Linked DNA regions of Mus musculus: all the other regions are linked to region 2. The links are chromatin contacts, called in public Hi-C and HiChIP or PLAC-seq maps. All regions are on one chromosome and are shown on one strand. The core of a region is the stretch at or near the end of the contact, and the rest is flanking DNA. Distances in the headings are between cores, read along the strand shown. Region 1 overlaps Maml3 (mastermind like transcriptional coactivator 3). Region 2 overlaps Maml3 (mastermind like transcriptional coactivator 3). Region 3 has its middle 18 kb from the start of Gm30074.

The links. Hi-C and Micro-C count contacts between places; a contact is called where the count stands out from the background. HiChIP or PLAC-seq counts read pairs in DNA pulled down with a chosen protein or histone mark.
Region 1: a Hi-C map of adipose-derived mesenchymal stem cells shows a contact between it and region 2, with 2.9 times the contacts expected there. The contact joins two enhancer-like sites. A contact is called at or near these places in 1 of 15 datasets of contacts at CTCF or cohesin (the NIH/3T3 cell line), 3 of 484 Hi-C or Micro-C datasets (adipose-derived mesenchymal stem cells, nephron progenitors and uterus), 2 of 115 datasets of contacts at active chromatin or transcription factors (fibro-adipogenic progenitors and trophoblast stem cells) and 1 of 9 other capture datasets (embryonic trunk).
Region 3: an H3K27ac HiChIP or PLAC-seq map of trophoblast stem cells shows a contact between it and region 2, with 4 times the contacts expected there. The contact joins two enhancer-like sites. A contact is called at or near these places in 1 of 15 datasets of contacts at CTCF or cohesin (the NIH/3T3 cell line), 9 of 484 Hi-C or Micro-C datasets (the C2C12 cell line, Sertoli cells, bone marrow-derived macrophages and 6 more), 16 of 115 datasets of contacts at active chromatin or transcription factors (bone marrow-derived macrophages, cardiomyocytes, differentiating embryonic stem cells and 11 more) and 1 of 9 other capture datasets (embryonic stem cells).

Annotation. Positions count from the first base shown.
Region 1 is chr3:51,787,564-51,790,263 of GRCm38.p6, forward strand. All of the region lies in intron 2 of Maml3 (mastermind like transcriptional coactivator 3), which reads right to left. Among named protein-coding and RNA genes, the nearest start is that of Gm46803, 81 kb to the left of the region's middle. RefSeq lists an enhancer at 289-2,700. Within about 2 kb of position 1,393, at least 277 of the 459 cell types and tissues checked have an H3K27ac peak or open chromatin away from gene starts, as enhancers often do. A contact at or near this core is called in the NIH/3T3 cell line, adipose-derived mesenchymal stem cells, fibro-adipogenic progenitors and 2 more, where this site is marked.
Region 2 is chr3:51,942,399-51,945,098 of GRCm38.p6, forward strand. All of the region lies in intron 1 of Maml3 (mastermind like transcriptional coactivator 3), which reads right to left. Among named protein-coding and RNA genes, the nearest start is that of Maml3, 160 kb to the right of the region's middle. Within about 2 kb of position 1,418, at least 66 of the 459 cell types and tissues checked have an H3K27ac peak or open chromatin away from gene starts, as enhancers often do. A contact at or near this core is called in the C2C12 cell line, the NIH/3T3 cell line, adipose-derived mesenchymal stem cells and 5 more, where this site is marked.
Region 3 is chr3:52,196,738-52,199,437 of GRCm38.p6, forward strand. No RefSeq gene overlaps it. Among named protein-coding and RNA genes, the nearest start is that of Gm30074, 18 kb to the left of the region's middle. Within about 2 kb of position 1,419, at least 216 of the 459 cell types and tissues checked have an H3K27ac peak or open chromatin away from gene starts, as enhancers often do. A contact at or near this core is called in the C2C12 cell line, the NIH/3T3 cell line, fibro-adipogenic progenitors and 4 more, where this site is marked.

The DNA.
Region 1 (2,700 bases), core at 143-2,642, 150 kb before region 2:
TGATTTCTTGAGACTGGGTCTCTCACTGGCCTGGAGCTCATAAAGTAGGCTAGGCTGGCTCATCATTGAGTCCCAGGATAGCTCCTCTTTCCCAGCACAGGTCACCCCGGCTGGCTTTTTATGTGAATAGTGAGGACCAAATAGGTCACCATGCCTGAGCACCTTACTGACTGAACTACCACCCTGGCCCATGAAAATTCTTTTAAAGATGAATTACTTTTCTTAAGTCGGGTAGATATGGCCTGAGGCACGAAAATAGCCAACTTTTTAATTTGTTTTTGGACAGATTGTTATGTGCTGGCCCTTGTTTTAAAGTCCTCACGAAATCTAGATTTTTAAAGCTTTTTCGTTAGATTTTTTTTTAATCCTCAGAACAATTCTATAAGATATATAACGTATGTTTGAGAGGTCAAACTCCATTTCACAAAACAGAAAAGTAAGACATGGAGAAATGACATGTTTGGACTGTAGAGATGGCTCAGCAGTTAGGAGTGTTTCTTTTGGAGAATTCCCAGTTTGGGTTCCCAGCACCCACACTGGGCGGCTCACAATCATTGTATATCTACTTCCAGGGGAATCTAGTGCCCTCTTCTGGTTTCTGTGGGCACCTGCACATATGTGATGCATATAAATACATTCAGGCAGACATAATCATAAAACCAAAAAAAATCTTAAAAATAGGAATTAAGTTGTCAGCTGAAGATTATAAATAGCAAGCAATATCAGGTTGGGACTCAAATCTAAGGCTTCAGAATTCCAAGCACTTAGCATATCTATGTCTATAGAATTAAAAATTTAAAAATACACATCAACATGCAGAAGTCTAGGCAGGAAAAAAAGATCCTTCATCGTTGGGGTGGTTTTTTTTTGGGGGGGGGGACCTACTACTATATTGTATTTAGTTTTTGCTTTCTGTAGATTCCAGGTCAGGCTTCCCGAATTAACTGGGAAAAGTTAAAAGTTTTAGTTCAGTGCTGAAGTTTTCTCTGAAGATTCATTTCAGAAATCAGACCCGGGTTCCTCCCTTGTCTGCAAAATTTATCTTAGACCTCAGGAGGGAAAGGCAGCTTGAGCTGTAACACAGCCACAAAGAAGATGGCAGTGAACGGCAATAAATAACACTACTGACGTGTGGGCCCAGTGCATCAGGAAAAAAAAAAAAAGAAAAAGAAAAACCACTCCTGGCTTTGAATGGCAGAAACACCACATCTGTGCGTATTCACCCTGGATCTAATGCAAGTCTTTTAAGATCCCGGGCTCTGAGACAGAGAACCGTGAGTCAGTGGGGAGGGGAGAGAGCAGAGATAAAAATAGAGATGTTGATTACATTGTTTCTAATTCAGCCCAGCCCAACCGCTCCAGCCTGTGAGTCAACAGCAGCGGTTCAAAGACACAAAAAGGAGCGGGATGCTCTGTGCCACTGAGCAGAAGGGACGCGGTCACATCAGCACCTCTCCGACTAAACAGACCCATGACACTCAGGCTGTGTGGTGTGAGTTCAAAAATGAACAAGTCGGAAGTAGCGAGGGACAAAGTGGACGCAGATCGATGGACAGCAGAGCTCTGACCCTCTAGCGGAAAAAGCTGCCTTTTGTAAGAATCCTGGGCTGTGGGGGATGGGCGACAGAGCTTGTGCTTAGAGGCCAACTTCCACTCTTCAAACACTGTATTGTTTTCTCTGGGGCATAAGGCTTACTGCCATTCCAGACTGGTCTCCATGGCAGCAGGAGAGGAGGGAGAGGAGAGGAGGAACAGATGGGGGTCACAGAGGTCTTAATTCTCATGCAGGGGTCCTCCCTGCCAGCCCCTTTCTCCTTGAGGACCTGTGACATGTTGCACCTTCTCGGGGCCCAGGAAGCGGATGGTTTTGGTTCAGTTCAACTGGCTAGATCTTGGGAGCCTACTTTGTGCTGGTCTTTTGCCTCTTCTAATTGGCAGTAGTGTCTGTTGAAAATGGCCCGCCTCTGCTTGGTTTGGAAAGCTGAAAATGAGGAAAAGGCCAAGTTTCTGTTCCCCTAAGCTTTACCTTTTCCCAGACCGGGGCTATAAGCAGCCACAATGACAGGGGGACGCTCAACTGCTTTGTCGCCCCAGACGCTAACGCTCTACCCTTGGAAGGGCTGAGGTGGTCCCTCTGTAGCCTTAGAGTTCCTGGGCGGGTCTCCCTCTTTCTAGTTCCTTGCAAGTGTATGATATTGCAGGATCCCTCTAGGGCAGACCCCAGCCATGACGTTCCTCTGACAGTCTATTCTCTCAGGGCCTATGGGCATCAATGTCACTCTGATTTTAAAAGTCAGGAACCTAGGCTCCAACCAATACATCCCTCTCCTTCAAGGTCCATTTTCCAATATCAGCAAGGCCCTTACTGTAGGCCTCCAGGGCGCGGTGTCTATTGTACTGAATTCCATTCACTTACTCCTGTCTTTCTTTCTTCTCACCCCGTTCTCTCAGCCTTCAAATTATAGGGCTAAAGTTCTTTCCAAATAATTCTCTCCGTGCCCACTCCCCTCCACCAGCTGTGTGGTCAGATGGAGGTTTCCAAAAATGCAACTACAACTGCACTAGAACAGCCTGCCTGTCAGTCTTCAGCGGCCTCTCTTCACTGTTAGCACAGCGGGTAGAATCCTGGAAATGACGTGACCCCAGACTATTTCCCAGCTTCACCCCACCTCACTTTTCCCTGCCCATGAGCTGTGTCCC
Region 2 (2,700 bases), core at 168-2,667:
CTAAACTGAGCCTCTACCTCTAATCTGCTAGCTGTTTTCTTTTGCTTTTTGTCAAGAAAATACTTCCCCTATTGGCTTAGCTTTCCTCCCGTTCTTGTTCTCTCTCCACAGCTAGAAATTGGCTGTCTTTGTGGAAGCCATTTCTCATGAAGATGCCATGTGTTTTATCACACCATGAAAATGGTGTCACCCTGACTTGGAAAGAGCAATAGAACAACCCTTTGGCAATAGGTGATTGGCCGTGGGCTTGGCTCGTTTATTTGGTAACCCATGGCAGCTTATAAATTTAAAATACAAATTTCTCCATTGAAAAAGCTGCAAATTCCTTTGATCCCAGACATTTGGAGTTTTTGTCGGGTTGTTTGCATAGCTTGCATGTGTGCACTAGCATGTATTGGTGCACATGTATAAAGAGGCCAGCAGTCAACCTCAAATGTTGTTCCCTAGAAGCCACCTGCCTTGTTTGTTGAGAGTCTCTCACTGGCTTGGAACTTACCAAGCAGTTAGAATGCCTGGCCAGTGATCTCCAGGGATCTGCCTGTCCCTCCATCCCTAATCCCAGGATAACAAGTATATATCACCATGCATGGCTTTGGGGGAAGGTGTTCTTAGACTTTTTATTATATTTTATTTATTTATTCATTTATTGTGTGTTGTAGGAGTCGATTTTCTCTGTGTACCTTGTAGGTTCCAGGGATCCAACTTAAGTCATTGGTTTTGGTGGAAGGTTGCCCTTCACCCACTGAGCCAACTCAGCAGCTTGTTTTGGGTGTCTTCAAATACACAAACTGTGACATCTGCAAGCACCAGGGATCCATTTGGGAACAACAACAACAACAACCAAACAAAAATGGTCCTTTCCTTGCAGCCACACTGAGAACACACTAAGGTTTATGACAAAATGATGTCCAGCCCATTGCTCAAAAGGCTTGTGAGCTAGCGCATCACAAAAATGGCTTTGGAACAAGTTTACAGACCTCATGAAAAAGCAGTTTCTAGCAGTTCACAGCTGTGATTTGCTTCCTATATAGGTCCGTTCAACAAGCCCCACGGTCACCAAATTTGACTCATGCTTTATATCTGAAGTATGAAAATACACGTGCAAAGTTTTTGACACTTCTCAAGGGGAATCTAGGGTTTAGACATAGACATGCCACAAAAGGGAAGAGATTTCCTAGAATCTGTAGCCCAAATATAAGCTATTTCATTTTATCTTTCAGATAAACACACTATCTGGACTATCTTCCAGTCAGTCTGTGTCTGATGAATTCACTCAGCCTTTTCGGTTTCCGTCAGGATTTGTTGCCACGAGTTCTCATCTGTCATATGACTAATCAGAGGAAGAGTCTAGTGTGCACCGTAAGTCAAGTTACTTGGCTCTTTGGATATTTTGCCTTTCTTAAAACTGCTGCAATCACACCACTGTCAGCTAAGTGAGCTGGCTTAGTCATCAGGCCAGACCCTGGGCCGTTCACACTGGCCTTTATGAGTGCATGTGTTCCCAAGCAAGCAGGATTCCTCCAACGAGTCATTTCAAACCCCAGGAGCTTTGCTCTGGCCGCAGAACACGCACAGCCAAGACAAATGGAATTCACTTTCCATACTCCTGTCTGTGGCTTTGGTCATTGCAGGAGCCAAGCTCAAAACAGTGCTCGGTTTATTGGCAAGGATTAAAACACTGGAAAATGTATTATTGATTTGTCTGGTTGGATCTAAACTGTAAAGGTTCGGGGTAGTAAGTTCATGTCTTAGACCAGAGACTTTTGGAAGTCTCTGTTTTGTTTAGCAAGTATTCCTGGGATAGAGACAGGGCGTCCCTCTTAGTTAGAGCTGTGTTGCTGGGTCAGAGATTATGAGGACACAATAACTGGAGCTCCAGAAATGGGGGGGGCGTGGCCAACAACATCTGTGAACATCCCAAGTTCGTGCCTCGAATCAAAACTACTAATTTTCCAAAGAAACAACTCGGAAAAGGTGACTCCTGCCATGAGAGTCATTCACTTGTGGGCAAAAATGGAGGGGAAATGTCATTTATTTTGAATCCCAATTGCTTTGATATATCCTACTGAAGCAAGAGCAACAATAGATACAGATGTACGAACACGGAATTATCATTTTATTATTTTTATGAAGGGTAGACTAGAGAAGCGACATTCTTCATTCTCCTATTCACAGTTACAAGCAGATTCCACAAGCCTAAGGCCAATTCACATAGAAGTATTTTCCATGGCTTTCTGCATCCAGAATATTTATGAGTTCAAAGTGTTGTTGATGTATTAAAGGCATACCTGTTCTTATGAAAATGAACTAGCCAGCCAGGCACTGTGGTGAATGCCTTTAATCCCAGCACTTGGGAGACAGAGGCAGGCTGATCTCTGAGTTGGAGACCAGAATGTTCAATATAGTAAGTTACAAGATTGTTACATAAAGAGGCCCTCTCTCAATAAACCAAAACCTAACCAAACCAAGAAAAGCAAAAACAAAAAGAAAAAATAAAAGAAAATGCACTAACCAAAAAAATTTAGTTTTCTTTTACATTTAGTTGAACTTAATAAGTATCTGTCACTTACATACCATGTTAACTACAATCGCAGGGGATCCTGAAGAATATAAGATAGAGTTTCATCTCTTTATGGCCTTCTAATGTCATTGAGAAAAAGTACAAACACAGAAAAGTAGCTAAGTAATGTCCATGACTTG
Region 3 (2,700 bases), core at 169-2,668, 250 kb after region 2:
TTCTGTCATTGTTTCTGCATATCCATTATATGGAGGACAAAAGAATCCGGTCCTGGAACAACAAAGCCAAGGGAAATGTTTTCCGTGGCTGACATTTAATTGTGAGCACACGGTGCTGCATTATCATGGGGAGAGACTGGAGTAGGGGCATAGGCTGGCTTCAAAAGCCTGGGTTCTTTGCTTTAGCGTGTCCCATTTTGTATGGCCTCAGAGAGCCTCACTCAGATTGTGTGTTACACACAATTCCATAATTCTATAGTTTTTCAACCCACCGCAGGGATTCCTTGTGGATCATTTCATAGCTCCTCCAGAGTCTGCTCTTTTGCAGCTTGCAGAAACAGTCAGCTTTTCTTCACAGCCTTCATATGGATCCTTAATAAAATAATCTAATCCAACACACACACACACACACCGCTATCCTACCAGAGCTGTTGGAGACATTGGAGAACTTAGTCCCAGCCTGTCATTTGACAGATGAGAGAGGTGAAATGCTTATCCAAAGCCACACAACTAATTAGAGATAAAGGCAGGACAAGATCTGCTTTGCCCATCCTGGTCTTTGTGACCTGCCTCTTGCCGTTTTGATGCCCAGCAACCTCTGGCCTGACCAGTTCACAGCCATGGTCTCTTCCTTTCTGGCAGCCATTGAGCTTCCTTGCAGGAAGATGGGTGAAAACTGAGGGGGTGGGACGGACAGGCTTCCTAGCTCAGTGGCAATTCCTTCATTTATTTCTCCTTTATACAATGAAGGGGGCAGTATCTTTATTGGTTATTTTTTGTTATGATAATATGCAAAACTGACTGTAGCTCTCCATAACTCTCCAGAAACCATTTCTCTTGTGATACAGGGTTTGAACTCCTGTGATATAAGAACAAGGAATGTCTTCCATCTTTGGGACTATGTTTGGCAGTCTTCTGATAAAGGGGGCAAGTGGCTCCCCCCCAAAAAAACTTCAGTAATTCAAATTTCTTTGCAAGACCCTGTGATATTATTATTATTTTTATTATTAATTATAGGGGAGATGCAGACCACTGATCATGTGCTAAGAAATAGACACATTTTTTTCTTGTACCAACTTGCAAGAACATCCCACCACAGCTACAGTTGCCTTTAAAGTCCTCCAGTGTCACACTAAAACAGTTTCAAATAAGCCAGGCACAAAAGCAGCCGGCATGCCTTACACATCGTTCAGCCTGTTTAAAGCAAACAGACCCACCCCACGGTCCACAGACAACTAGTCAACAAGCAGGCGAAATTTCCAAACAAAAGACCAGAACATTCCGGAGCTCTCTTTAAACTGTCTTCTAAGAGCTGGAGAAGGAAACACTGGGTGGGCAGGCCGTGCCCGAACCTTTCGGCTGGGCTTCCGCACTTGTAGAACATTGGTTTATGCAGGGACCATGTGACACGGTAACAGAGAGCTCAGATCTCTAAATCTCGTTTTCCTTTGTGTCATCCTCCCTCCACCCCCTCCTGGATGGTGAGTCACCCGTCTCTGCAAAAAAGATCCACAGTTCAGTGATGTCCTAGGTGACAGCCGCATGCTCTGCCTTGGAGATTCCGCGCACATCGAGTGTGATCGACCGAGATAACAGAGGTTGGAAAAATCTGTGAAAGGGTTGAGCTGTTCCTCAGATGTGGGACATTATTTCCACAGGTTCGACAGTCTGAAGCATGAATATTACTCACTGAAACACTGCCATAAGAATTAGGAAAAGAAATCAGGACCGATTTTTTCAGGTAGGTGTATAAGGGTCCACATCGGGGATGAGGGGAAAGCCAATCACAGAGCTCATCCTAGGGAATGCGTTCCCCTCATGTTGCAGTCTGGTAAATGCTAGAATCTTGGTGACTCATTGCTTCCCCGATGTCCTTATTTGGTAGCATGCAAATAAGGAAAAAAAAAAAAAAAACACGATCGTTTCAGATTTAGATTTCCTCAAATCGTGGTGTGAGCAGCTATTTTTACTTTTGCTTCAATCACCATTCTCAGTAGTAGAAAGTTTATTTAGAGTTGTAAAAAGCTGCTTTTTTTTTTTCATTTGCAGGCTAAATTTAAATATGGAATTCAGCAACCGAAGAACTCTCTTGGTCAGATCCAGCAGTCATGACCAGGAAGTCCAGTTCTGCTGGTATCCGGCTGTCTTCCCTAGGCAGTTCTGATTCCTGGTACTTTACAAGTGCGAGCTTGGAGTCTGTCTCCATAGCGCCTCCACCTGGTGTGCTTTACCTTGCCCACAGATGCACTAGACCCAATTCTTTCACTTCTGTGTGGACTACCTGCAGGTCCAGGGACATGATACTTATTTTGCTGAAAGCAAAGACTAACTGAGGTAGCTCTCTACATCACATCCTGCATCTCCACATCCTTGGCTGATGCCAGATAAGGACGGTACCTACCCTTAGTGTCCCCAGTAGTTGTCACATCCATCCAGGACCAATACTCATGCTTCCACATAGCTCAGAGCTGGTGTTTTCCTACTTCCCAATGGCAACTGTGTGGCTGACACCTGCACAGTGGGCTCACTTGGCACCTTGGGTTGGGATACCTTCCTGTGAATTGGCTTTCAGAAGCTCGTGTGGATGACAACTCTTCAGGGACAATCAGTCTAGACTGTATTTTTCAGCCCCACCGTATTCTAATCTTGTCTCTTCCTGTTTGATAAAGCCAACTGTGGCTCCTGGGGCAGAGACTGGAG